Regions from separate parts of the Mus musculus genome. Here regions 1, 2 and 3 are each linked to region 4. The links are chromatin contacts, called in public Hi-C and promoter capture Hi-C maps. All regions are on one chromosome and are shown on one strand. The core of a region is the stretch at or near the end of the contact, and the rest is flanking DNA. Distances in the headings are between cores, read along the strand shown. Region 1 holds the start of Mcat (malonyl CoA:ACP acyltransferase (mitochondrial)). Region 2 holds the start of Gramd4 (GRAM domain containing 4). Region 3 holds the start of Cerk (ceramide kinase). Region 4 holds the start of Fam118a (family with sequence similarity 118, member A).

Region 1 (6,569 bases), core at 2,821-5,320, 1.5 Mb after region 4:
CAAAAGAACCACCACCTGTTCTTTAGCTTTCTCCTCCATGTCTGGAGAGAGTCTAGGGCCAGCCAGGACAGGTAACCCAGCTTATCTTCTTTCTGTTTTCAAGACAATCAGTGACTAGGGTTTCTATCTTCTTTCAGTCTGTGGAATTCATGTCTTTTTTTGTAATTTTTTTTTTTGAAACAGGGTTTCTCTGTGTAGCCTTTGGCTATCCTCGAACTCACTCTGTGACTGCCCAGCCACTGGGGAGGCAGAATGTGGGGAGTTTGACTGCACTGCCTGGAGGGAAGCACCAAGACACTGCTCAGGGGTGGGAAAGCTCTGAGATGTGGGGAAGACGGAGCTGGTTTGGGGGTCCGGAGCTGGTTTGGGAGTCCCAGGCCTGTGACGAGGCCGGGGCCATGGGTTTCTCAGATTCATCCAGATGCCACTAGGAGTCTCTGAAGAGCAGAGAACAGAGTAGGGGTGGGACTTGGACTGGGGACAGCATCTACCAGGGCCAGGGGTGGAGGGAGCCCCCGCTTGTCCCATGAGTGATTGTCCTTAGCTTGGTGGAGGCAGTCTGGGTGGCAGTTGGAGCTGGGAGCACAGAAAGGCCTTCTAAGGGAGATTAGGCTGCAGCTCTGTAGACAAAGGTCTTCTTCATGGCTCCCCATGGCAGATCTTGATGAAAAAGACAGTCCATGGTTCTAAACAGTTTATTAGTTGTTCATGGTGAAAAATGGCCCAAGCCCACTTCTCAGGGTAGGCCTGAGATTGAATACCTTTTGCAGGGAGGAATGTCTGGAAAGGGAAGCTTATTGGCTAAGCCCTCTGGTCCTCTAGGTACCTCATTGGCATGGAGAACTCAGTTCTGGGCCTACATGACCACAGGTCATGTTTCCTTATGTAAGGAGCGTGACATGTGTTTCAGGCTGGGAATCTGGCAGAGAGCTGGGAGTCACCTAACACTCAGGTGTGTGCCCAAGAGTTTCTGGGTCTCAACCTGCTCTACTTTATCAAACTTCCTGGCATGGTTTTACATCCCACATCACTCTGTAAACAGAGGTGGCCTTGAACTCACAGAGATCTGCTTGCCTCTGCTTCCTGAGTGCTGGGATTAAAGACATACACGGCCACTGTCAGGCAGGAATTTACATCTTCCAAAGATTCCTTTGGAACAGGGAGACAGCGCAGTCAGTAAAGCATTTGCTGCACGAGTTTGAGGACCTCACTTCAGATATCCAGAGTCCGTGTAAATAGCCAGGGGTGGGAGAGCGCACCTGCAATGCTAGCATTTGAGGGGAAGCGTCACGAGCATCTCTGGAACCCACTGGCTAGCCCTGCTGGATGAACCAATGAGTGCCAGGTTCGGTGAGAGACCCTGTTGCAAAAAAGTAAGGTGGCGAATGATAGAGGAAGACCATCAATATTGACTCCTTGTCTCTGCATCCATGTACACATGCATGTGTGCACACACCGCCATGTGCACAGATTCCACTCAAGCATACACATAGGAACAAATGTGAAAACAGAACAGTCCTTGGCTGGGTATTTCTGGACCCTAGGCCAAAGAGCCCTGCACTGTTTTCTGGTCATGTTTTGCACAGTGAATCTGCTCTAGTGGGATTATGACCTTTTCCTTATCCAAAGCAAAACCTCGAGGCTAGAAAATGATGGCTCAGCAACTGAGAGTGCTTGTTGATCTGGCAGAGGACCTGAGCTCCATTCCCAGCACTCCCATCAGGTGGCTCAAAACCACCTATAGCTCCAGATCCAGAGGATCCAACAGCCTGCAAGCCCCCGCACATATACAGATAATTAAAGATAAAAAGTAGGGCTGGCAAGATGGCTCAGCGGGTAAGAACACTGACTGCTCTTCCGAAGGTCCTGAGTTCAATTTCCAGCAACCACATGGTGGCTCACAACCACCCATAATAAGATCTAACGCCCTCTTCTGGTGCATCTGGAGCAAGCAGAGCCAACCAGAGTGAGCAGAGGTCCTAAAAATTCAATTACCAACAACCACATGAAGGCTGACAACCATGTTCAGCTACAGTGTATCCATATCAATCAATCAATAAATCAATAAATCTTTTTTTAAAAAGATAAAAAGTAGCCATGTGTGATGGGCACCTTTGGCCACATCACACAGGAGGCAGAGGCAGGCAGATCTCCAAGAGTTGGAGGCCAGCCTAGTCTACATAGTGAGTTCTAGGCTGGCTACATAGTGAGGTTCTACCCACCTATTTCTCTCTCTCTCTCTCTCTCTCTCTCTCTCTCTCTCTCTCTCACACACACACACACACACACACACACACACACATGCACACACACACACATGTGAAAACATAAAATAAGAAAACAAGACTGAACAGCCTGAAAGCCTGAAACACTTATTTGATTTTCTTCAAACTCAGTGAAATATGTTTGATGATGTGGAGTACTGAGAGGCACATCCTCTCTGATACATCAAATTCCTATATTGAGCCTTAATCCCCAGGGTGAAGGCATTTAGAGGAATCTAGAGGACACCTGGAGGGTCAGGGTGATTAAGTAGAGGTGGGACCTTCATGAATTAGATGAATACCCTTATTAGAAAACACCCCCCCCATCTATCATGTGGGGATATTAATAGTTTTTCCCCACTGATGAAATAATCCAACTCAAGCCCAATTAAAAGTATAAAAGCTGGTTTATTGTGGGCAGCTCTCGAACAGGTTCACCGGTCTCAGAAAACGAGGCCAGGGAAATCGCCATGTAGACAGGGAGGCAAAGATGGGGGAGCAGAAAGAGAAAGAGGAAACATTCTGAACAAAGAGGGAATGCAAAGACGGAGAGAGCTGGGGTGGCTGTAACACACCTGGCACAGCTGGCTAAGGCCGGTAATGAGGTAAGCAGTTGCTAGGTCCCTGAGTGAAGGCCAGTGGAACTGCCTGTATACTAACAGAGTTAGGGCTAGGGCACCCGGGTTTGGATACAGAAGAGTTAGTTATCTGCAAGCCATGAAACAGATTCTTTCCAGACACTGAATCTGCAAGTGCTGAGCTTGATCTTGGACTTTTCAGCCTCAAGAACTCTGACATATAATTTCGATTATTAAGCCCTTAAGTCTATGGCATTGGTATGCCAGCCAGAGCAAACTGAGACATACCTCCAAATAGATCTTCTCATTGTAAAGGCTGTGGTGAGTATTGAGGTGGGGGCGGGGATGGATTTCCTGGGCACCTTAGCAGAGACTGGCAGGAAATGAGAACAGATCAGAGTTCTGGAAAAGGGGTGCAGGGCTCAGGTAAGGATCAGTGTGACCCAGACTCACAATAGCTCTCAGAGACTGCATAAGCACAACTTCCAGTGCCATTCTGTGACTAACCATATAGTACACAATCTTTACGACGTTTGTCTCCTTGTTTGTAAACTGAGGATTTATTTATTTATTGAGACAGAGCTTCTCTGAGTGTGTGTGTGTATGTTTGTTTGAGTGTGTGTGTGTATGTGTTTGTTTGTTTGTTTGTTGAGATAGGGTTTCTCTGAGTAGCCCTGGCTGTCCTGGAACTGCTCTGTGGACGATGCTGGCCTCGAACTCAGATCCGCCTGCCTCTGCCTTCAAAATGCTGGAATTAAAGGTGCGCCACTACCACTCGGCTATAAACTGTGGAATTTAAAAAGCGAATCTGACTTGTACTTGGTTCCACCGCACGGAGATTTACTAGCTTCCTATTATGATTTGGACACCTCGCTGTGCTTTGTAGGCAACAAGAACTATTTGCTTAGTACGGTTGGCAGAATCATGGGCAAAACCAAGCCAACCACAGCACTTTCACGGTCTACTGGACGGTGGTGCACAATTTAGTACGTAGATACCTATTGAAGGCTCACTATGGAAGCTATCTGCGGTTCCTGGTTGGAGATGTTTAAGGAAACGCACGGACCACTCCAGGACCGACATGCAACTGCAAATAGTTTGAGAGCTGGTAAAGATGAGTAGGTAACATAGGAACGTTTTTTTACTGGCTGCCTAGATGACCCGACAGGAAATACAGGAAGGACCGCCCCGCTGCGCAGCCGCAGTGCGTCTCAGCCGCAGCGATAACGACCACCGGCTCTGCGCGTCGCAATGAGCGCTCGGGTAGCTCGGGCCGGGTGGGCCTGGCGCTCCTGGGGCCGCCGCGCCGCCTCGAGCCTCCGGGAGCCGCCGCCGGACGCCGTGGACGTGGCGGAGCTGCTGCGGGACTCCAGCGTGGCCGAGGAGGGAGCCCAGGAGGCGGTGGCGCGGCGGCGGCCACCTTCACAGTGCTCCGTGTTGCTCTTCCCCGGCCAGGGCTGCCAGGCGGTCGGCATGGGCAGCGGCCTGCTCCACCTCCCGCGTGTGCGGCAGCTCTACGAGGCCGCGCACCGGGTACTGGGCTACGATCTGCTGGAGCTGTGCCTGCGGGGGCCCCAGGAGGACCTGGACCGCACAGTGCATTGCCAGCCCGCCGTCTTTGTGGCTTCACTGGCCGCCGTGGAGAAGCTACATCATCTGCAGCCGGCGGTGAGCCGAGGAGCGAGCGCCGGACCCCGCCTTCTGGGTCTCAGGGTTCCTCAGTCTGGTTCTTATTGGTCCCCAATCTGGTCCTCGTTGATAGTATTCTAGACGCACTGCACAAAATGAGGATCCCTGCTCCAGGGGAGTTTGCATCTTAGACGACACAGACACTTCACACTTAATGCACCGAGTTAACATATCACATTAAAGATGAATGCGTTGGGCTAGAGGATCTTGGTTCGGTTCCTAGCACTCATGTGGTAGGTTCACAACCATCCATAACTCCAGTTCCATGGGATCTGATGCTATTTTATGGCCTCTGCGGGTATCAGGTATGTGCACCATGTGCACAAAACATATAAACAGGCAAAACATTCAAACACATAAATTGCTTTATTTTGGTTTTTTTCTAGACAAGGTTTTTCTGTGTAACAGCCCTGTATATCTTGAACTCGCTTTGTACACCATACTGGCCTCAAACTCGCGGAGATCCTTTTGCCTCTGCCTACCAAGTGCTGAGACCAAAGGCATGTGCCACCACACCTGGCCACACACATAAATTTTTTAAAAAGGATTTATTTATTTATTTAATGTATGTGAGTACACTGTAGCTGTACAGATGGTTGTGAGCCTTCATATGGTTGTTGAAAATTGAATTTAGGACCTCTGCTGGCTCCAGTTGGCCCTGCTCGCTCTGGCCCAAGGATCTATTTATTATTATAAATAAGTACACTGTAGCTGTCTTCAGACACACCAGAAGAGGGTGTCAGATCTCATTAATGGTGGTTGTGAGCCACCATGTGGTTGCTGGAATTTGACCTCAGGGCCTTCAGAAGAACAGTCAGTGCTCTTACCTGCTGAGCCATCTCACCAGCCCCCACATAATTTTTTTTTTTTTTTTAATTTTTGAGAGGCTGGAGAGATTGCTCAGTGGTTAAGAGCACTGACTGTTCTTCCAGAGGATCCTGGTTCAATTCTCAGCATTCACATGACAGTTCACAACTGTCTATAACTCCAGTTACAGGAGATCTGGCACCCTCACACTGACATATATGTAATTAAAATACAATGCACATAAAAAGATTTTTTAAAAATTTGAAGATATGTGTCAGAGAAAGAAATACACAGTAGGGTAAGGGACTGTGATTTTAGATGAGTTTGAGTTGCTAGAATAGTTATTAAATGCTAAAGATTTATGTATGGTTATTTTGCAGGTATGTCTGTGTGTGACATGCATGTCTAGTGCCCCTAGGGGCCAGAAGGGGATACTGGACCTTTTGGATTTTTGAGTTAGAAACAGTTTGTTACTGTCTTGTGTTGTGGGTGCTGGGAATCTAACCTGGGTACTCTAGAAGAACAGCTCTTAACTGCTGAGCCATCTCTCTCTCTTCAGCCCTTTGAAAATGTTTTTAAAAGATGAGTTCCTTAAATGAAAGATACTAAGAAATTGATGTTAGGGGCTCAGGGATGGCTCATCCATTAAGAGTGTTTACTGCTCATGTAGAAGCCAGTTTCAGGCCCCAAGCAAGACCCTGGCTCATAAAATGCTGGTAACTTGAGATTCAAGGGATCCTGTGCCCTCTTCCAGCCTCCACGAGCATGTGCCAGGCTTAGAGATGAACACCTTTAATCTCAACACTCAGGAGGCAGAAGCAGGCAGATCTCTCCAAATTCCAGGCCAGTTGGGGCTACACAGTGAGACCCTGTCTGAAAAGACAGAGATGGCATGGCAAACATTAGAGCATGTGACTTCACTTGCTGCGGATATGTTATACTCCCAGGACAACACATGTTAACTGGTGCTGAGACCCTCTGTTCTACCTCCACAGCCACCTTCTGAGGCAATTGTTAGGAGCAACGGGAGGCTCAGGCGACAGGAATGAACATGATCCTGACGGAAGGCTCAGGTGACAGGAATAAGCATGGCCCTGTGGCACATTTCCTCGGTGCTTCTCTGGGCCAAGCCCGCACTGAGAGTCTATAGATACCAGCATTGCCTACTTATGTTAGCAGTCATGTGAAATAGGTCTGGGGGGACTAAATCTGCTTCTCTGTGGCTTGGAAA
Region 2 (6,471 bases), core at 3,303-5,802, 1.0 Mb before region 4:
ACTAGTGCACAAACAGTAACAGGTGAACCACACCAGCTTCAAATGTTAACGGTACAACAGAGCATTGATATGGGGGGTGGAGCAGGGTCAGGAAAGGGGATGGATGAACACCAGGCAGAACTACGTGTCCTGAAGAGGCAAATCCACAGATAGATTGTGGTGATGGCCTCAGCTGGGGAAAGAGGCAGTGGAGTGCCAGCTACCTGCTCCTTGCCTGGGTCTGGAAACACTCTCTAAGGCTCATGGTGATAGTTGACAAGATTATGAATGGGTTCGAAAGCAGTAAATTATCTCTGTAAGGGGTGGGTAGTGTGGCATGTGAATTATTCCTCAACAAAGCGGCTGAAAAAGAACAAATTCTCTCCTAGGCTCGCTCCCTCCCTGCGGCAGCTGTCAGAGAGCCTGGCCCCTCCTGGTTGCACAGCCTGGCTCAACTACAGAGGAACCCTAAAGCAAGGGTCTTTGCAGTATGACCTGCCAAATGGCCCAGAGAAGGCAGAGCACGGTGCCCAGTTGGTGCCACTGAGGATCACTAGAGGCTGCCAGACACAAGGGACATGGAGATAACTGGGTGTGGAGAGGCCCTCTGCATGGGAAGAGAGACAAACAGGAAAAAGGGACAAAGTCTTGTATCTTGGAGAAACCCCCAAACTTCTCTATATTAGAGGTACCCCTACCGTGGGAGGGAGCCCACCACAGAACCCACCATCAATAGTCACAAAAACAAACCATGAACGAGAACATCTCAGCAGAATGTCACCAGGTCCTCGGCGAGATACTGCCACACCTTTAAAAACCACATGGTCCTTTTAACTCAGCTTTACAGAAGGGTTATCATGGGGCCCTAGAGCTGCTGTGGCCACAAGTTCAAATCCTAGCTCTGCTATGGAACTAACTAACAAGCCCTTGAACCAGCTGTGGCCCTCTCTGTGCCTCAGTTTCTTTACCCAATGATCACAGCAAAAGTACGTGGGGTGAGAGGAGGCACTTGGCACTTGGCACAGTGTGCAGTACGTACATGGATTTCTCTTACTACTGATTTTTTTTTTTTAAGATAGGCTAACGCTTCCTGTCTTCCTGTCTAACCACAGGGGACTTTAATCACAGGCTTAAGTATAATCACAACCCTGGTTATAATTCAAACACCAAATAGTCTTAACAATAGCCTTTAGATGTCAAATGTTATTAGTGGTGACTTATAGCTGAAAGTCCCCTCCCAGGCCTTCAGTACTGGCCACACACAGACACCCCAGGAGAAAAGATCGATGTTTTCTACAATTAGGAAAACCCCTAAGTCACAGCAGGATTTTTTTTTCTTTATTCGGCATTTCTCCATCAGCCACAGGCTCTGACCTGGTACAGCTGCCCTGGGCCCACCCACCTGGGCTGGGCTAGGCCTCCTCCCTAATGCTGGCCCACACCTGGCTAAGGACTTTCGCCCCTTCTCTAACCACTATTTTCTAGTTCTGTCTAGAATGAAGAAAAGCTGGAAGCCACCAGGGAAAAGCCAAGGAGAATGCAGCCCCAAGGCCACTATGAATGGTACCAAAAAGTCCCCAGTCAGCTCACAGAGCTCACATTCCAAACCTTCCAGAGACCCTGTTTATGGTCAAACGGCCCTGGGGTGGAGGCCTCCCTGGAAATGGCCACCTGAGGCCGGGGAGAGAGGATCTGCCTCACGGCATTCACCTGTGACTCACTTTGCAAGGCTCCCATCTTATCTCTCTAGATTCAGGATTGCTGTTTCTCCACTCTTGACACACCACAGCAACTGTCCCAACAGCCACCTACCTACACAAGCGGGCTGCCGCCTTGCCCCGCACTGCCAGAGGGCCAGCCGCACCCTCGCAGTCCACCTAGCAGGGAAGAATGCAGAAGCTCAGAAAAGGTGGCCCAACCACACAAGCCAGTCACTGCATCTCCACTGACAGACAATTACCGCCACACACACTAAAGTGCTGCCATTATGATATACCAAGAAAGCCAAACACCAGAGCAGAGGGGCCAGGGCTGCTTAGAAGGAGAACCTACCTACCCAGCTCCCCAAAGAGGACGGCCCCCAAACACAGTCCTTGCCCCATCATGAGCACCCCAACCCTGTAAAGGCTCAGTAGATCCGGCTTCTAGAGAGAAGCCCTACCAGTGCATGAGGAACTGGATAGGGCTCCCATGTGTCCCCAGAGAAGGAAGGGACACCACAAAGCACATTAGCCAACAAGGATCCCACAGCAGAATACTAAGCCTTTGGTTCTCCAGACATGAATTCTGTCCAGATGTGGCATGGCTGGAGTTGCTATTTCTAAACAGCTGTAACTTCCTATGCCGTACAAGCACAGCCAAGTCTCAGAGCCTCCGGTGACACTGTTTCCATTGTGTGGAGCACTCGCTATTGTGAGGCAGAAATGTTGATTCAGGAAACAGGTCCGACTCTCCTCTTTCTAGGTGGTGAAGGTGAAGGTGAAGCCCAGAGAGAATGAGGACAGCGGAGGCCACGGCTGTTGGCACCGACGACTGCGCTGTCTGCTGGCGCCACTCCGGGGGAGCCACGATAATGGAGGGCACCAGGAGGTTTGGAGAGAGAGAGACCACTGGTTTTCCCTTAAGGAATACACCTCTGCAAAAACCTCTCTGCCTGCCTGGGGAGGAGGCACAGGATAAACAGGTGCCCAGGCTGGGTGGAAACAGACCTCAACTCTGAGACTATCTCGGGCAGTTTATAGGACATAAGTTCTAGCATGGACTCAGACAGACATCTCCGGAACCAACAGGGACAGCCATGTTCACCACCATCAGCCAGGATGGCAGAGGAAAGCAGGGAAATGATGGTCCACAAAGAATTCCATCCTGGGTATCCAACCTCCTAGATATCCTAGCCCGTACCCCTGGGAGTTCAGTAATCAGTACCACAGCAAAGGCAGGGGGCTCCAAGTCCACAAGCAGTTTGGGGAGGAGGGAGGAGCAGGCATGTTGACTGAGACTCCCAGCTGGGGTGTCCCAGAGAGCATCTTTATATTGTGGCTTCATCCTAGCACGGGTCAGGGATACTAAATAAAGCACTCTGACTGGACTGGGCTGTGTATCCCCAAATGGGCCTGGGAACAGGTTGGGCAGAATGAGAGAAGATTCTTCCGATCTCTGCAGGGCCACTAAGCCACCTGAGAGGCACAGGGTGGATGGCCTTGCCTGACTCCTCACCTAGAGTGTGTCTGGCTGCCGTGGAACCCACACCATCTTGTTAACTCTTATCTTGTCATTAGTCACCCACTGATAAGGAAACTGAGGCAGGGCTGGTTTTGTGACAGTGCCTTGCCCGATCTCACAGAACAGGTATCCGAGATAAACTAACTTCCAACTGTCCTTTATTTCAAACCCTACAGAGCCTGGACCATGACCCCTCCTTCTGAACCTGGCCCTAAAGCAAGCTCCTACCTGGCTGGGGTTCAGCGAAATTGAGGATTGGGGGGGGGAGTGCGTTAAGACTCAGCACCTTTAATTTTGTCCCTAATCTACACAAGGCAAGGCAGGAAGGGAACCCACTCTGAACAAGGTCCCCCCAAACTGAATCTCTCTTATCTCTGAAAATGGGAAGTTCCAAAGAGTACAAGGTTCTGCCTCTGGCCCTAGAAGCCTGCTTCTTACCCTGGCCACGGGTAGGAAGGCCACAGGGGAACCAACATCCAGACTAGTCAGTCCCTCTCCACCCTTCAGAGGTGCTGGTCCCGCTCTGGACAGATGAAGTCTTAGGTTAGGGACTGCCACACAGCACCCCACCTTAACGGTTGTATAAACACATAGGCCTAAGCTCCAGCCCAGGTGCCAACTGTCCCCAGAATCCCATAGGCTAATTCCAAATGAAAGGAAAAGATATAACAGAGAGCAGGGTGTGGAAAGGGAGCAAGCGTCCACAACTTTTCCCCGGGTCATCTGTTGGGCCACACCGGCCTGGACAGCCCTCCTCCTTTTCAGTCCTCCCCCACCACCAAGAGAGTGGGTCAGTAGGACGACATTTGCTGTGCCCTCATCCTGACCCCCCCGCTAGCGGCCTAGGCATGGTGACCCATCTAATGACTCCCCCACATCATAGTTTGGGCCCTGCGTCCCATCGACGTCTGCCTCTCGCCCACCAGGACCCTGACCCGCACAGCGCCCGTGGTACGCGCGAGGGGCGGCCGTGACGCGCGCCCCGGGAGCGTGTGTGCGGGGGCGCGCCCGCGCTGCTCCCCGAAGGGAGGGTCGCTGCTGTGGGCCACCGAGTGAGAGTGTGGGCACACGGGGTCGCGGCCCGGCAGCTAGGACAGAGCGTGGCCAGCGTCGCCCAGGTCCGTGTGGGAGTCCGCGTGCGCGCCGCTTACCCTGCGGGATGATCGGGGCCAACTCTCATCCACCCGCCGCCGCGGCGCCCCCCTGGCCGGCCACCCGGCCGCGCTGCACCTGCCGCCCTCCCGGGAGCCCAGCGGCGCCGGGGAGCGGGGACTACGCGGCCCCGCGGGTGCCGGCCACGAGCGCGGAGGCGGCGCCGCGTCGCGCGCTCACGTCCTGCTGCGCGGAGTCTGCGCGCCCCCCGACCGGGCCTGCGCAAGCCGCCGCCCCGCTCCGCCCCCTCGCCTCCCCGCCCTCCCTGCCCGGTGTGTGCGCGCGCGCGCGCCCGATCACGCGGCGCCGCCTTTGTTTGGGTGACCCACGTGGGTCCTCGCCGCGCGTGCCCACGCGCACGCGTGGCCGCCTGCCAGTCGCAGCCACGGGCACAACCGAGCACAAGGATACACTCCACTGTCACCTCTCTCCCGGCGAACTGGCTTGACGGTTACTGCCAAATGGAGACCCGCGCTTGGTGTAGAAATACTTGTCCTGGCACCGCCAGGCTGGACTCAGAGCACAGCTCCACACTGGGAAAAGGACATGGAACCTCCACCTGGAGGGCAGTGAGCAACTCCTCCCTTCTCTCCCACTCAGTACCTAACCAGGAATGCCACATACCTTTAAATGTCACCGTAGCGATAGGAAGCCTACTTTAGCTCTAGTACTATCTTAAAGGAAAAGAGATCCTCCAGGAGTCACTTCCCCCGTTTTGACTCGCCTTTCAAAAACCAGGGTTGACAAGGACCCAGAAAGATAACTAATGAACCTGGTAAAAGACCACACCCTCCAGAACCCCAGGCCCTAGCCTGGTTGGAGGACTGACCTGCAGCACCGTATGGGGTCTGACCTAGGAGGTCCACTGTAGGGTACGAGGGTGACTGTAGCAAACTCAGCATCAGCAAGTGGAGACAGCACATTAGACCTGTGACCACATGACCCGCTTGCACTGCGGGGCTTTGACGACCTCACCTCCAACCCTCTCAATCCAGAACTGTCCCCCACCTTATTATGTCTCAAGCACCCCAGGAGATTTGAGGAATGCTGAAGGACTCTGAAGCTTTCTGGGGGGTGGGGTGGGTGGGGGCAGGATTCAGGCCCCCTTTTGTCCTCCAGCATTGCCTACCTTCCAGACAGGCCTTTGTCCCAGGGTCTGGGGCTGGCATCCAGAGAGGCTCCTGTAGGTGAGCTCTCTCTCTCTCTGAATGCAGAGTGAGAAGCAATGCCCATGTGTAGCACAACATGAGGTCTGTCCAATGGCTCTTGGCTGGCAGTGTGAGATGCCAGGCTAAGCTGCCTGCAGGGCTTGGTCTTGGCAAGATGAGAGCTACTTTGGGCAGGAACCTCCTCTGAGTCACCTTTGTGCGGCATCCCAGCCCAATGCCACACCAATCTCGCTGGTTCCTCCTACCCCTGGCTTTCCCTGCTTCCTCTCTGTCCTACAGCAAAACCGGACTCTGGTCGTCGCCCCACCCCCACCGCCCCCTGCAAGCACAAGTGCTACTTTCCTGCCTCCAGGATTGCCTAGACCATATCCTCCCTGGGGCGCGGAGGAGGGGGGAGCCTCTCCACTCTGGCCCTACCCAACCTTCCAAGCTAACTCCAAAGTTTCAGCTCCACAAAGCCTCCCTTGACCAGTCGCCCAGTTAGAAAATGTTTCTAGCTTCCCAGGAAGCCAGAGTTCTCGGGAGTCATTCCCCACCCTTCTCCTGTGAACTCAGCTGGGCAGCTTCTACCAGGAGAGGTTCGATGCATTCATGTAGGGATCCCTCCCTGCTGAAGTTAAAGTGTGTCTCCAGAGTCCCTGCATTGCAAGCTTAATCCCCAGTACACCCATGTGGCACGTGATTACTTTGAAGGGCTCTGCCCTCAGAAAGGCTTTATGATCTGAGCTGGCTTTATAGAGTAGGCTCTCGATGGAAGGTGGGTTGGTTTGAATGAGAAATGGCCCCCATAGGCTCATATTTTGAATGCTTGGTTCCCCAGATGGTGACATTGTTTGGGAAGGATTAGAAGGTGTGGCCTTGCTAGAGGAGGTGTGTTTCTGGTGTGCTTGAGGTTCCACAAACCCATATTCCTGGTTAACTTTCTCCCTGCCTCATGTCTGTGTCTCAA
Region 3 (6,296 bases), core at 2,815-5,314, 1.1 Mb before region 4:
TGAATCTTATAGTTGCGTTCCTTCACGGTTCTCTTTTTTGCTTCATAACCCTGGGCTCGACCCCTAAGCCCACAAAGCTGCTGCCTTGCCCTTTGGGCACAACACCCTGGGACCACATAAGCTTCAGCTGAGCAGAGTACCCACCTCCTGTCCCTGCTCAGGATGGGTCACCCCTTCAGGTCTGATGGACTTGCAGACTCAAAGCAAACCAAAGTCTGATCTCTGCCCCACCCCCACCCTAGGCAGGGCACCCCTTCAGCTCTCCAGGGGGGCAAGCACCCCAATCTCTGTCTCCAAGACAGAATTATTCTGGCCTGGTCTACCCTGAAGCCTTTCCAGGCTCTGGCACACTACGGGCCACCTGCTCTTCAGCCCAAACCTAGATTTCTTAGATGAGAGAGGACACTTCTGCCAGAATATTCTTTTCCTACCTGCCCTCTTGAAGGTGGACTGGCTGTCCCAGGGAAGAGCCTGAGAGGCTGGCATGGCCACTGACAATGCAGCATTGAGCTTAGCTTATGCTACTTTCTAACTTCTCATCTTGACTCTGAGGTGTCGGGGTGGGGACAGGAGAACCTGACTACCCTTCCCCTAACTGCTTTTATCTGTCACTTGAGCGCATTAGTTTGGTCTCTAGAGTCTCCGTTTGCCATTTGTTAAATGGAATAGATAAATGGGTGTTTCCGGTCATAGTCAGGGTCCTGAGGGCAGGTTAGATTGTGCATTTTGTGAACCGTGAGTCTGACTATCGAACATCAACCAGGCTTCTGAGCCTAGGGCATTTCTTCCAGGCAGTCAGCTCTGACAGCTAGTGTTTGGAAGGCTCTTCCTCGAGGGTGGAGGGCAGAGGGCAGCATTCCTGGCAGCCTGTGGGTATGGCCTGCCAGATCCTCTGGCCCCGCCCAGCAGTGTTCCAGTTTCTGATGTCAATTAGTCCTGCTGACTTCATCAGGGAGGAAGCTTGGGAGGATAAGCAGGCAGGCCAAGTGTAAACAAGAGCCCAGCCTCCCGGAGGGAGAGGAGCTCAGAAATGACTAAGGTGGAAGGTGCTACCTCCCCAATAGGTGACCCAATCGGTGGGATGTGCATGTTTAGTGGCAATATGTGGGACTGGACAGAATCTCAGGAGCCAGGCAGCCCGTGTGTGAGAGAGAAACTGGCTCCCAGGAGGGAGGGTGCTGGCTGCATACAGCTGGTCGCTGGTCGGAATCCCAGATTTGTATGACCTAGAGCATCAGGTCAGAAACTGAATTGCCTAGCTTGACCTGTGACAGGAGGGAAGGGACAGGACAGTGTGTAGCTCATGAGAGCTCCAGGCTGCTGGGGCTGAGCCTACACCCTGGTCTTCCTGTTCATATGGCCCCTCTAAACCGGGGAGAGGGGGGTGGGGGCAGCTGTGCATACACCAGGCCAACAACAGGCTGGGGCATCATTGGCTGTAAGGTAGTCAGGTATTGCTTGAAGTTCTACGACAGCCAGGGGACCTCAACAGCACAAAGAGGTGGCTGTGGGCAAGGAGAGTGGGTAGACACTTTCCAGACAGACATGTAAGAAGGTGTTCGGATCAGGGCCTAGCTAGGGAAGGGTATACCAGTCAGGTAAGAGGTGGTCCAGGGAGCTTGGGAAGCCATCAGGGGGATGGATCTGGGTCTGAGTCCCAGTGCAGAGACCCACACAGCCCAGGACTGATCCAGGCTGTGCGGATGTTTCCAAGGCTCTGTCGGCTGTTCTGCCATCTGCTTTCACACCCAACAATGGATGAGCCCCAGGGGACTCAGAGGCAGCAAGGGCCTGGCAGCTGCACTGGAGAGAGAGCATCCTCCTTTCCTCCCACCCCCAGTGCTGTGTTCATTATGGTCCCCAGCCTGGAGGGCCCGAGCCTTTCCGTCCTGTCTACCTCAGCTTCCCAGAACACATCCCTCATTAGACTGCCCTCCCCCTGGCAGAGGTTCCCAGTGAGTCCTGGCACTGCGGCCTCCCAGGCTGCCAGGCTAATACACCAGCTGGCCAGGGTCACCACAGCACTCTAACACCCAGGAAGCCCAACACCACGGGTCCAATCAGGCTGGTGTCTCCTGAGGCCTGTAGATGGCCATTCCTCAGGTGCTTCTCATAGTTTGTGTTCTATGTACACATCCCTGGATCTGTGTTCAAATCCCCCCTATACTAAGTACACTGGTTGACCTGAATTGAGACTACCTTAATGGTTTAATTTTTTTTTTTTTTTGGTTTTTTTGAGACAGGGTTTCTCTGTATAGCCCTGGCTGTCCTGGAACTCACTTTGTAGACCAGGCTGGCCTCGAACTCAGAAATCCACCTGCCTCTGCCTCCCGAGTGCTGGGATTAAAGGCATGCGCCACCACACCCGGCCCTTAATGGTCTAATTTGTTTGTACACATGTGTTCATATGTGTGCAAGTGCGCATATGTGAATGAGTGTGTTTGAAGAAGTGGCAACCTCTGTCCAGGAACCAAGCTATTGCCCCCCCTCCCCGTGCCCCCAAAAGCCCTCATTGAGTCACCTCTTTAAAGGCTCTGTCTCCAAATAAGCCACTATCTATGGCATCAAGCTTGGGGCTTCAGAATTCAAATGGGGGAGGGGGGTACACTTCAGTCCGAGGTAGGCACTGCAGGATCCTGGTTCTCACTAGTGAGCTATAATTCACACAGGTGGCCCTCCTCAGGTTCTTTAGTATTTTGTGGACCGTGTGGCTGTGTCTTCCTGGATGGAACTCCTCTAGGACTAAGGTGGAGTCCAGTCCTCTTGGTATTAAACACTTACATATAAACACTGCATTAATTTCCAGGCGTGGTGGCTCATACCTTTAATCTCAGCTCTTGGGAGGCAGAGGGAGGTGGATCTTTAAGTTTGAGAGTCTATAGAGTGAGCTCCAGGACAATCAGGACTACCCAGAGAAACCCTGTCTCAAAATAATAATAATAATAATAGTAATAATAATAATTAATAATAATAATAGCCCCTGCTGCCCTTGCCCGACACAACCCCTCACCAGTAACAGAGGCAGCATCATCAGCAATGGCAAGAGGTTTCTGAAGAAGTTTCATGTCCACATTCCCCAAGCCTCATCCCGATAGCCGTGAAAGGAAAGAGCTGGGACAGCCATTGCTTCAACTAACAACTGAGCTAGGTCAGGTCCAGCTTGCTCCAGGGTGGGGCTAGGATTCTGCCTGGGCCTAACCAACACTCCAGGGCTGTCAGGGAGCCTACCATTGGGCTGGGCTTCCAGGAAGCAAGTGATTCATGGTTGTCCCTGCCCTGCAGATGGACACAGGGCACCGACAGGATCAGACCTGTACCTTAGCCCTCTGGTACCAGGCACAGGCAAGGTAGACTTGGCCAGCTCCACCCCAGTCTGCAACAGCAGGAGAGCTGAGGGGGAGGGCAGAAGGCTCTCCTGTCTTCTTGAAAGCTGACTCCGCTGTGAGGCTTAGCTCTGTCACACCACAGAGCCCTGCACTCTTGGACCAGTTAGCATCTCCGAGGAGACTCTTCCTTGGTCAGATGTGAACAGATGCTATCACGCAACCAATATCTGAGTAACACATTATGCACAGAGACCATTTTAGACACTGGAGACCCAGTAAGGGACAAGCCCACATGCCCATGGAATTTTCACAAAGATGGGTAGATATGCAATGAGTGCAGTGCTGAATTTTGCCCTGCTGTGTCTTGGGATGCTTTGGCTGGGGGAGACGGAGTCCAGGAAGACCTCCCTGAGGTGGATATGTTCAGCTTGTCCCATGTTAAGCTGCATCAAGAGCAGCAACTCCGGTTCCCTAGGCCTGTTTGGGAGGGTACAGTCAGGTGACTGATAAGAAGACGCCTTCTCCCGTCTCTCTGGTGGCTGTAGACCCACAACCATCCACACATGAAGCTTCCACTCCCCTGGAAGGTAACCCCTGTCCTCTCCATCCTAGCCTTCCTTTGCCTACTGGGACTAACCTGCAGGACTCTTGCTAGCCGCCAGGAGACCAAGACCTAAAAAGAGACGGATGCCCAAGGTCAAATCGCTCCTGGGCGCACACCAGCAGTTCCACGGCCTCCTATCGCCTGCCCAGGACCGCCCGGGCAACATTTCTGCGCTGCTGGGACTCCGCCCGTCCCTTTGCAGCCCTCCCTACCCCGTCGCTCGTGCAGACCCAGCAGGACCCAGGGGCAGCCAGAGCGACAGACTAGTGTCTTTCAGGGCACCCGGCCGCTCCGACCGCCCTCCCCACAGCCAGGTCCCTCAGTCCCCTCCTCTGACCCCTCCCTCCCGTTCCTTCCTAGGCCTTTTCTGCTCCTCATCCTAGGCTCCCTAGACTCCTCTGTTTCTGATTCTTCTCTGGCCCCAAGTCTAGCTTCTCCTGTCCTCACCCTGGTCGCCTCCTCCCGGGTCCCCGCCACCCTCTCTGCGTACCGGGTGACGCAGCGCCGCCTCCCGCTCCCGCCTCCCCGCGTCACCGCCGGGCAGACTGCAGGGGCCGCTAACGGTCCCGCGCCCCCCCCGGTGTCCGCGCGCCCCGCGCCCGGCGGACGAGGCCGCGCCGGCGGCGATGGGGGCAATGGGGGCGGCGGAGCCGCTGCACTCCGTGCTGTGGGTGAAACGGCGACGCTGTGCCGTCAGCCTGGAGCCCGCGCGGGCTCTGCTACGCTGGTGGCGGAGCCCGGAGCCCGGGCCCTCCGCGCCGGGTGCCGGTAAGTGTGGCCATCCCGGGCTGGTGGGGCCGGCGCTGCATCCACCCCGGCCTGCGTAGCCCGAGCGCTCCGGGCAGGCTGGGATGGGGCGGAACTCGGAGGGAGGAGACCTGGGGCACGGGGAGAGGCGCCCGGGATACCGAGGCGCGGGGAATCCGAGACGCAGAGCCCGGGTGCCGGGCGGTCTAAGTACTCCGCGGCCTCTGGCGGGGAACCGTCTGGGTGCTGAGAGCCCAGATACTCCTGGAACTGGGATGACAAAGCCTCTGGAGGTGCTGGAGGGGGAGGGGAAGAGCGGACGTCCACAGCCCCCCACCCCCCATCCCGGAGCATCCGCGGGACCCTGGGGGAGGTCTGTTGCTGGTGCTGCCGTCGGGATGGCGCTGGCACACCTGGACAGGACTGGTTTCTGGTCATATTCTTCGTCCAATACAGTGAACCCAAGTACATACACATGTTTCTCTATGGGAGAAGCCCAGAGGGGCCCTGGCAGGGACTTCCTGCGATTAGGCAGTTGAGCAAGGGCCTTTGACTTTCCGATGGAGTGTACACCCTGCTCAGCCGCCCTCAGGGTTGAAAGAGGAGTAGCTTAGGCCAGCATGGGGAAAAAACGCAACCCACCCGCAGTGACTGGGAATGGTGCAAGGACACTAGAGCCACTCTCCCCGGTGCTTTGCTGCAGGTTGTCTGGTGGCCGACGGATTGGCGGAGATTTTAAAGATGTCATTCAGTCCTCCTTAAAAGGAGGATTACAGAAGATTGTATGTGGACATCTGGGCTGGGGGGCCTTGTAGACGACCTTGTAGACGAATTCAGTTTCATAAATTCCTTGCTCCATTTTGTTGTGTTTGTTTGTTTGTTTTGAGACTGTTTTCCTATGTGGCTCAGCCTCAGACTAGTATTACAGATGTGTGCCACCAAGCCCAACTTGTTATTCTCTCTCTCTCTCTCTCTCTCTCTCTCTCTCTCTCTCTCTCTCTCTCTCCTGGGAATGATAGAATCCAGGGCTTGTGGCTTGCTAAGCACAGTCTTTACCACCAAACAGCAAACATCCCCTGCAAGTTTCCCTTGAGAGCCTGCTAGGGGATGGACCTGGGGATTCTAGCCTAGTGGCTGATGGAGTGGGGCCTTTTCCACTTAAGGAGGCACAGAGGGATGCGTGGGGATAAGTGCATCTAATGGGCTTGGATCCCAATTTGAACCTCCGAGGGTAGGGCATCAAGCTTGAGTCCCAAAGGGGTGGTCACTCACCAGTGCAGACCTCACTTTATAAGGGTGGTGCTTGCCCAGGGAAACCTGGAAGGGCTGAGTGTTGATGGCGAACTGATAAGGAACCTCGAGAATCCAGTGTCAGGGTCACGGTTGGTGGGGAAGAGCTGGGGGATAGGGTCCAGGACTCCCTCAGTCTGGCAGGCTGAAGTGGGCATTGGTCTTTATAGTGGGTATCAAAGGAAGCCCCTGGATGGTTGTTTCCAGCTGAATATTTATTTATTTATTTATTTATTTATTTATTTATTTATTTATTTATTACAAAGACCTGGTGATCTCTTCAGGGAGGATAGAGAGGAGAGACAGAGCAGAGTTGAAGGAAGGCAGTT
Region 4 (5,853 bases), core at 853-3,352:
ATTAAATGCCAGTCCTGCCACTGTAGGTATATTCTAAGTACCTATCAGTCACGTGTGGCTGTGGTAGCCACAGAAAGCCCTCCTGCACTAGGCTATCTCCATTTCCCTCTCCTTCTCCCAAATCCGGCTTCATCCATTATTCCTTATAATCCCTAGTTCACTGCCTACAGTAGTGCATGTCACACCTTCCAGTGCTCACCTGTCTGGACATCGACACCTCCTGCTTGCAGCTTCAACCCCTCCAGGTACACATCCGAACTCGTCTCCTTCAGTACCTTCCCCTTTCCTTCAGGACTCCCCCGCTGACTTCAGTCCCTCTTCCCCCTACCGGAAGCAGTGTGTCTTATACTTGGATAGCAGACACCCTGGTGAGGCGCTAAGGTGAGTACCACCTATAAGCAAACAGATAAAAATCTCACCTAAAAAAAGTTCCCGTGTCAGTGCCCCAAGCTCGAAGCCTGGGCTTTCAGCTCAGTCAAGCTCTAGAGAGCTACTGAACCACACGGCCTGGGTCCAAGTCATTCCTACCTTTTGTGGTCTTTTGGCCTACAAAAAAAAGTCGCTCCACCACAGCTAAAGTGACCACTGGAAAAAATATGTAAGCCAGGACTAGGGACATGGCTCAGTCACCAGTCAGTCTGACCTGTGAACATAAGGCCTGGGTGTGATCCTCAGAACTCCTCAACCTTTAAGAGTCTGCTTCCCTGTTACCTCTTGCATCCCCTTCCCTCACCCCAGCTACTCTCTAGAACCCCCAAGCCCCAGCTGCCTTGAAGGCACTCTTAAGTACCACCAACTTGGCTAATCCCCACCTCCCAACCCTTACCAGCTGGAGCTGTGTCATCTGCCTCCAGCACCCAGCACTGGGCCGCAGAGGGTATCCACTCCCTCTTTAAAAATGCCTGGCCCTTGCCTTTCACAATCATCAGGCCATGTTCTTTCTTGGGGCTTTACCTCAGGGTACCAGACTGCCGGTGTAGCAAGCAAGTCAAGGACTGTTTATCAATGACAATAGCCCGAGGAAAGGATAATCCTTGTTCTAGAGATTTCCAGGACTGAAAATGATAAGATGTGTACCATTTGGCCCCAAACCTCCACCTCAGGGAAGACAGCCACCCTTAAATCAGGATCCCAGAAAGATGGACCTTTAGTTTACCTTCGTCCCATCAATTAGACCACTGTAATCAAGCTTTACTTTCCTGGACTGGTTTTGGTGGGCTGTGTGTGGTAACAGAAACTACCACACATTGAGGGCACAATCTAAAAGAGCTTTGACTGCCCAACTCCCGTTACTCCCAGCGCTGCCATTCTCCACAATGAGTCGGTCCCACACCAGCCTCCACTGCACGGTGAAAACAAACGCACATGCGAAGCCCCACATCCCACCTCCTCTTTGGTTATGCGTGGTCCTCTGTTGACCTATCAGATGGTGCTACTTTTATCCCTATTTACAATTCACAAACCTCAAGAACACTCTAGTAGAAGCTGAAAAGCTCTGTGGACCTCAAGATAGAGAGCAGGAGGCAGGAGATCCTAGGAAGGAAGGTCTCTAGGGATAGGTGGGTCTGAAGGCCTCTCCACCCAAGAAAGGATGGGAGTCTATGGGCCTGGAGACCCGAAGCTTTGGAGTTGGACCAGAGGGGATCTGTTGGACTTCTGGAGAAGATATAACGGTCTCGGGCCCTGAAGCCGCCGAGGTCTGTGTGCTGAGTCTGAGGGAAATCTGGAGGATGGTGAGGTTTTCTAGGTGTGGAAGGTAATCAGGTCCACAGGTGGCCGCGGACCCAGGCAGCCCAGGGGATGTCGGAGGCAGGGTCCCCAGCGCATCAGAGGGCACTAGGGTCCTGGGCACCCTAGGCGGGTTTTGAGGGCTGGGGAGACGCGAGGCGCTGGCACCCAGCCCCGACCCGCCGCCTCACCTGCCGTGCCACGGAGACACCAGTGTCGCTCGCGCTCTCGCCGCCTCCCACCCGGGTCGCGCCCCTTCGGCTGGGTGGAGCCGCCGGGCGCTGCGCCGGATGGCGCTGCGCGTGCACCACGCCGAGCCTGCCCAGCCGAATCCGCAGCGCTCTCTCAAGGCCTTCCCCCCGCGCGCGCGCACTGCCCGCGCGAACGTTCCGCCCTGAAATCAACGGCCCCGCGGCAACGGGAAGCCCCGCCCGAAGGGGCGTGGCCACGACGCGTCCCGCCCCCAAGAGAAGCTACGATTGGACCCACGGACTGTGCTGTCGTGTCCACGATGAGCCTGGTCTTAAGAGACTGAATGTCTCGCGGCCAGTCTTCCCAGCGCTGTTTTGTCTTCAGTTTCCCCATCTGCACGCCTGGACAGCCCCGCGGAAACGCAGAAGGCGTTGAGCTCGGCCGGAACCACCCTTGGGCAACCACTTCCAGCCGGGCTCACTCCATCTACCTCAAGCCACAGGCTGTACAGCCTGTGCCCTTCCCCAGCCTAGCATGCTTCACGTCCTCCCCGCAGTGACCGACTCCCTTACCACGTGTCAGAGTAGGCGTCTGGCCCTTCCGATGTGCCTCTTGGACACGTCTAGCTTGGGCTTAGATCCAGGGACTAATGAGCATATGTACCCAGGTTCAGCACCTGTTAATCGGGTGAACTCAGTGCCCACCCCGAACGTTCGAGAGTACACGTGGGTGGGCTCTGCGCTGGAGCACTCAGCATGAGGACCTTTAAAAGTCAATGACACCTCTCCTTTCTCTAAATAAGGCTGGGATGGATCAAAGCCTATTTCCTCTTCCTCATCTTCCCAGGTCGGCCTGCCCAGGCAAGTTATTTGGACTTCCTCTACCTCTGGCTCCTTTTTTTCTACATGGGTTTGCTGTAAGCATCCCTTCAGCCCCATAAGAAAAATGCATGTGTAATAAAACCTGGGTTTTTGTTCTTTTCTTTTTGAGACAGGGTTTTATGTGGCTTTGGCTGTCCTAGAACTAGCGCTGTAGAACAGGCTGGCCTCAAGCTCACAGAGTTCCACCTACTCTGTGGGTGTAAGGTATACAAAATCACTACCTGGCCAGCTTGAAATTTGTGGCACCAGAGCCCAGAACAGTGGTTTGAACACCTGAGTCTGGGTACCTACTAAGTAGCTGGCCTTTGAGAAAATGTTTTTTTCAGTCCTCAGGACATCTCCCATGAGGATGGCACCCCATTTACTGCAATTAACAGCAGGAGAGGAGGAAGCCCAGAGAAGTTGTATTGGCAATACCAACCATGCATTGGCTTCAAAGGTCTGGGCTTCCCACTACTAGACTGAACAATTTACATGTGATGCAATTTAGTTCACAAGCTCCTGCTTCCATAAAGGGTCCTAAGACTTGAACCTGTGACACTGGAGAAGTTCCCGGGTTACAGGAAGGAAGTTGTTCAAGGAGACTGTAGGCTAGGAGCTGAGGAGTTAGAACCCACAGCACACCACCCACACACTGGATGCCCTCCAAGATCCAGTGTGGCAGAGCCTCAGTAATCCCAACTCTCCATCTAAGGTCAACACAGATCGGAAGTCTCTGCCCATTCAGCCAAGCAGCTTTACAAGGGCAAACCCACAGAAGGGACAAAAGGGACACCTTAGAAACAATGCCCTCCTCTGTATCCAAGAGAGACAGATGAACACTTTCTACCCAGCCTGGCAGTACTAGGATCACCCTGATTTACAGGGAGTCTCAGAAAACTGCTTTAATCCCTGTCCACTGTGTTCATTCTGAGTAGATAATGTAGCGCCCGCCAGTGTGTTCCTGCAGTGCGTCATTCAGGTAGGCTGAACAAATTCATGAATAGGTGTGTGCACAAAATATGTTTCATGGCATGAGTTCAACAGACCAGATTCCTTTCTTTGTTATACCAAAGGTGGCCTTGGAGGCAAGCAGCAGTGGCTACCCCAGGAGATGTCAGTCTGTTTGAAATGCAAGTGCCTGTGGAAGTCTGCGAGAGTAATGATTACAAAGCACAAACTATGTGCTAAACTTCCCTGTGACACCTCTTCCTTCACTCTCACAGCAACCCTGTGCAGTAAGGATTGTGACTTTTTTCCCCCACAGATTCAGAAAACAGAGTCAGGAATGGGGAGATGTCTCCTTGTGGGTAAAGCATTTGCCATGCAGTCATGAAGACCTGAGTTTGAATCCCCAGAGCCCACCTAAAAGTCAGGCATGGTGGCACATCCACAGTGAGATGAGAGGCAAAGACCCGAGGAATTCCAGAAGCTCCAAAGCCAGCGAGTCTGGCTCATGACATTGTGAACAACATAAGACGGACCCTGACCCAAACCCACAGAGAAGTTTGTCCTCAGATCTCCACAGTAATGCCATGGATACACACACACACACACACACACACACACACACACACACAGGGACTTAACTGGTCAGTCAAGCTGCTTCAGTGTGCTGCTGTCTGGTTTGCTACAGAAAGAACTTTGCACAACCAGAAAGGAAAGAACTGCCAGACTCAGTGAGAAATGCTAGGGTGGTAGAAAAGACACAACAGGTGTCCCACGACAACATATTGTCACCCCCTCACACCCACACACGCCCACCAGAGATGAAGCTAATGCTTTATTTATTTATTTATTTATTTTTGGTTTTTCGAGACAGGGTTTCTCTGTATAGCTCTGGCTGTCCTGGAACTCACTTTGTAGACCAGGCTGGCTTTGAACTCAGAAATCTGCCTGCCTCTGCCTCCCAAGTGCTGGGATTAAAGGCCTGTGTTTCGTTCAGCCAGTGGCTCACATGCCTAGGTTCTAGTCTGGAAAGGCATCTTGGAAACCTGGAAGAGAAGAGGGGGGCTAGGCGGCATGTATGCGCGCGCATGCGGGGGGGGGGGGGACCAAGACAGGCAGTCTGATCAAGGTTCAATTTTATTATTTCTGACACTCAGTTATGAAGCAGGGGAAGGGGCCCGATTCCCGCCAAATCATCTTGGAGTAAGGTTGCAGGTGAACACGTGATAGCTCCGGAACAGCTAGGTGGCAGGCAGCAGCAGTGGGAGTGGCAGGACGATAGGGCAGCAAGCTCTGCCCCAGGCTCTCTAACACTGAAACCTGAGCAAACTGGTTTCAGGCTAGGGAGGGGAGGTTACAGGCCTGCACCACCACTGCCGGGCTGAAGCTGGTGCTTTATAATAAAATTGGAATGCCTCCAGCAAACAGACCCTGCATCAGTGTACAGGGGGGCAAACAACAGATCTTGAGTCACTACCGCAGCCTATATAGATACCAAGCACTATAGCCACTTGCAGGTATGTGTCATCCTGCATGCAAGCCATAAACACTAAAGACAGAGGAACCAACAAAGACCCTCACCCTGCTCCACACACACCCAAAGTCGTCCAGGTTTCCCTGCCTCTGAGCAGAAAGGATGATGCAAGATGACTTTGGCGGTAGGGCTGCTTGGAAGAACCTCTAACCCACTTCACCCCGAATGGCTGTGCCTGCCTCACCTTTACTTCATATAGGGCCTCCTCACTGCTGACCTGAAACTTTGCAGCAGGCTGCTCTGAGACCCTCCTCTCCCAGGTCTCCTGTACCCCCAAGAGCTATGAAATAGTACTGAATAAGTATTCACGTGCCCACTGTGCTAGGAGCTCAGGATACAACAGAAAAACCATACTCGCCCTTTGTCGAAATGACTGTTTAGCCAAGGAAAAATGACTGCCAACGGGAGTGGTGGGGCCAATAAGACCAGGGAGAAAAAAAATAAATCACATAGGGGAAAGACTTAGACTATCAGAACCTTGGAACGTGTATGTCTGACCAAGGACCTGATCTAAAATATATAAAGAACTCTCACAGTTCAATAATAAGGAGGTAAAGGGTCCAATTTTTTAAAAACCTTCAGACTTTATTT

Evidence for each region. Promoter capture Hi-C pulls out the DNA fragments that hold promoters and counts their contacts. A called contact is a pair of places that touch in the nucleus more often than the background predicts.
Region 1: a contact with region 4 is called in a promoter capture Hi-C map of embryonic stem cells, with 2.5 times the contacts expected there. The contact joins the promoter of Mcat here to the promoter of Fam118a in region 4. A contact is called at or near these places in 5 of 39 promoter capture datasets (the C10 cell line, embryonic stem cells, liver and 1 more) and 2 of 115 datasets of contacts at active chromatin or transcription factors (bone marrow-derived dendritic cells and embryonic stem cells).
Region 2: a contact with region 4 is called in a Hi-C map of CD8 T cells, with 4 times the contacts expected there. The contact joins the promoter of Gramd4 here to the promoter of Fam118a in region 4. A contact is called at or near these places in 1 of 39 promoter capture datasets (cranial neural crest) and 1 of 484 Hi-C or Micro-C datasets (CD8 T cells).
Region 3: a contact with region 4 is called in a promoter capture Hi-C map of pre-B cells, with 2.3 times the contacts expected there. The contact joins the promoter of Cerk here to the promoter of Fam118a in region 4. A contact is called at or near these places in 2 of 39 promoter capture datasets (liver and pre-B cells) and 1 of 484 Hi-C or Micro-C datasets (muscle stem cells).

What each region holds. Positions count from the first base shown.
Region 1 is chr15:83,553,212-83,559,780 of GRCm38.p6, reverse strand. It overlaps Mcat (malonyl CoA:ACP acyltransferase (mitochondrial)), which reads left to right and starts at 4,070. Exons shown (of 4, transcript NM_001030014.2): 1 at 4,070-4,510. The coding sequence starts at 4,094.
Region 2 is chr15:86,056,843-86,063,313 of GRCm38.p6, reverse strand. It overlaps Gramd4 (GRAM domain containing 4), which reads right to left and starts at 4,552. Exons shown (of 19, transcript NM_001379572.1): 1 at 4,353-4,552. The coding sequence starts at 4,381. Gm41375 (a long non-coding RNA gene) reads left to right here and starts at 4,698. Exons shown (of 3, transcript XR_875536.2): 1 at 4,698-4,922.
Region 3 is chr15:86,183,909-86,190,204 of GRCm38.p6, reverse strand. It overlaps Cerk (ceramide kinase), which reads left to right and starts at 4,064. Exons shown (of 13, transcript NM_145475.4): 1 at 4,064-4,698. The coding sequence starts at 4,557. Gm15569 (predicted gene 15569) reads right to left here and starts at 4,477. Exons shown (of 3, transcript NR_155352.1): 1 at 4,421-4,477; 2 at 3,964-3,999; 3 at 3,009-3,553.
Region 4 is chr15:85,033,311-85,039,163 of GRCm38.p6, reverse strand. Fam118a (family with sequence similarity 118, member A) reads right to left here and starts at 2,102. Exons shown (of 9, transcript NM_133750.4): 1 at 1,920-2,102.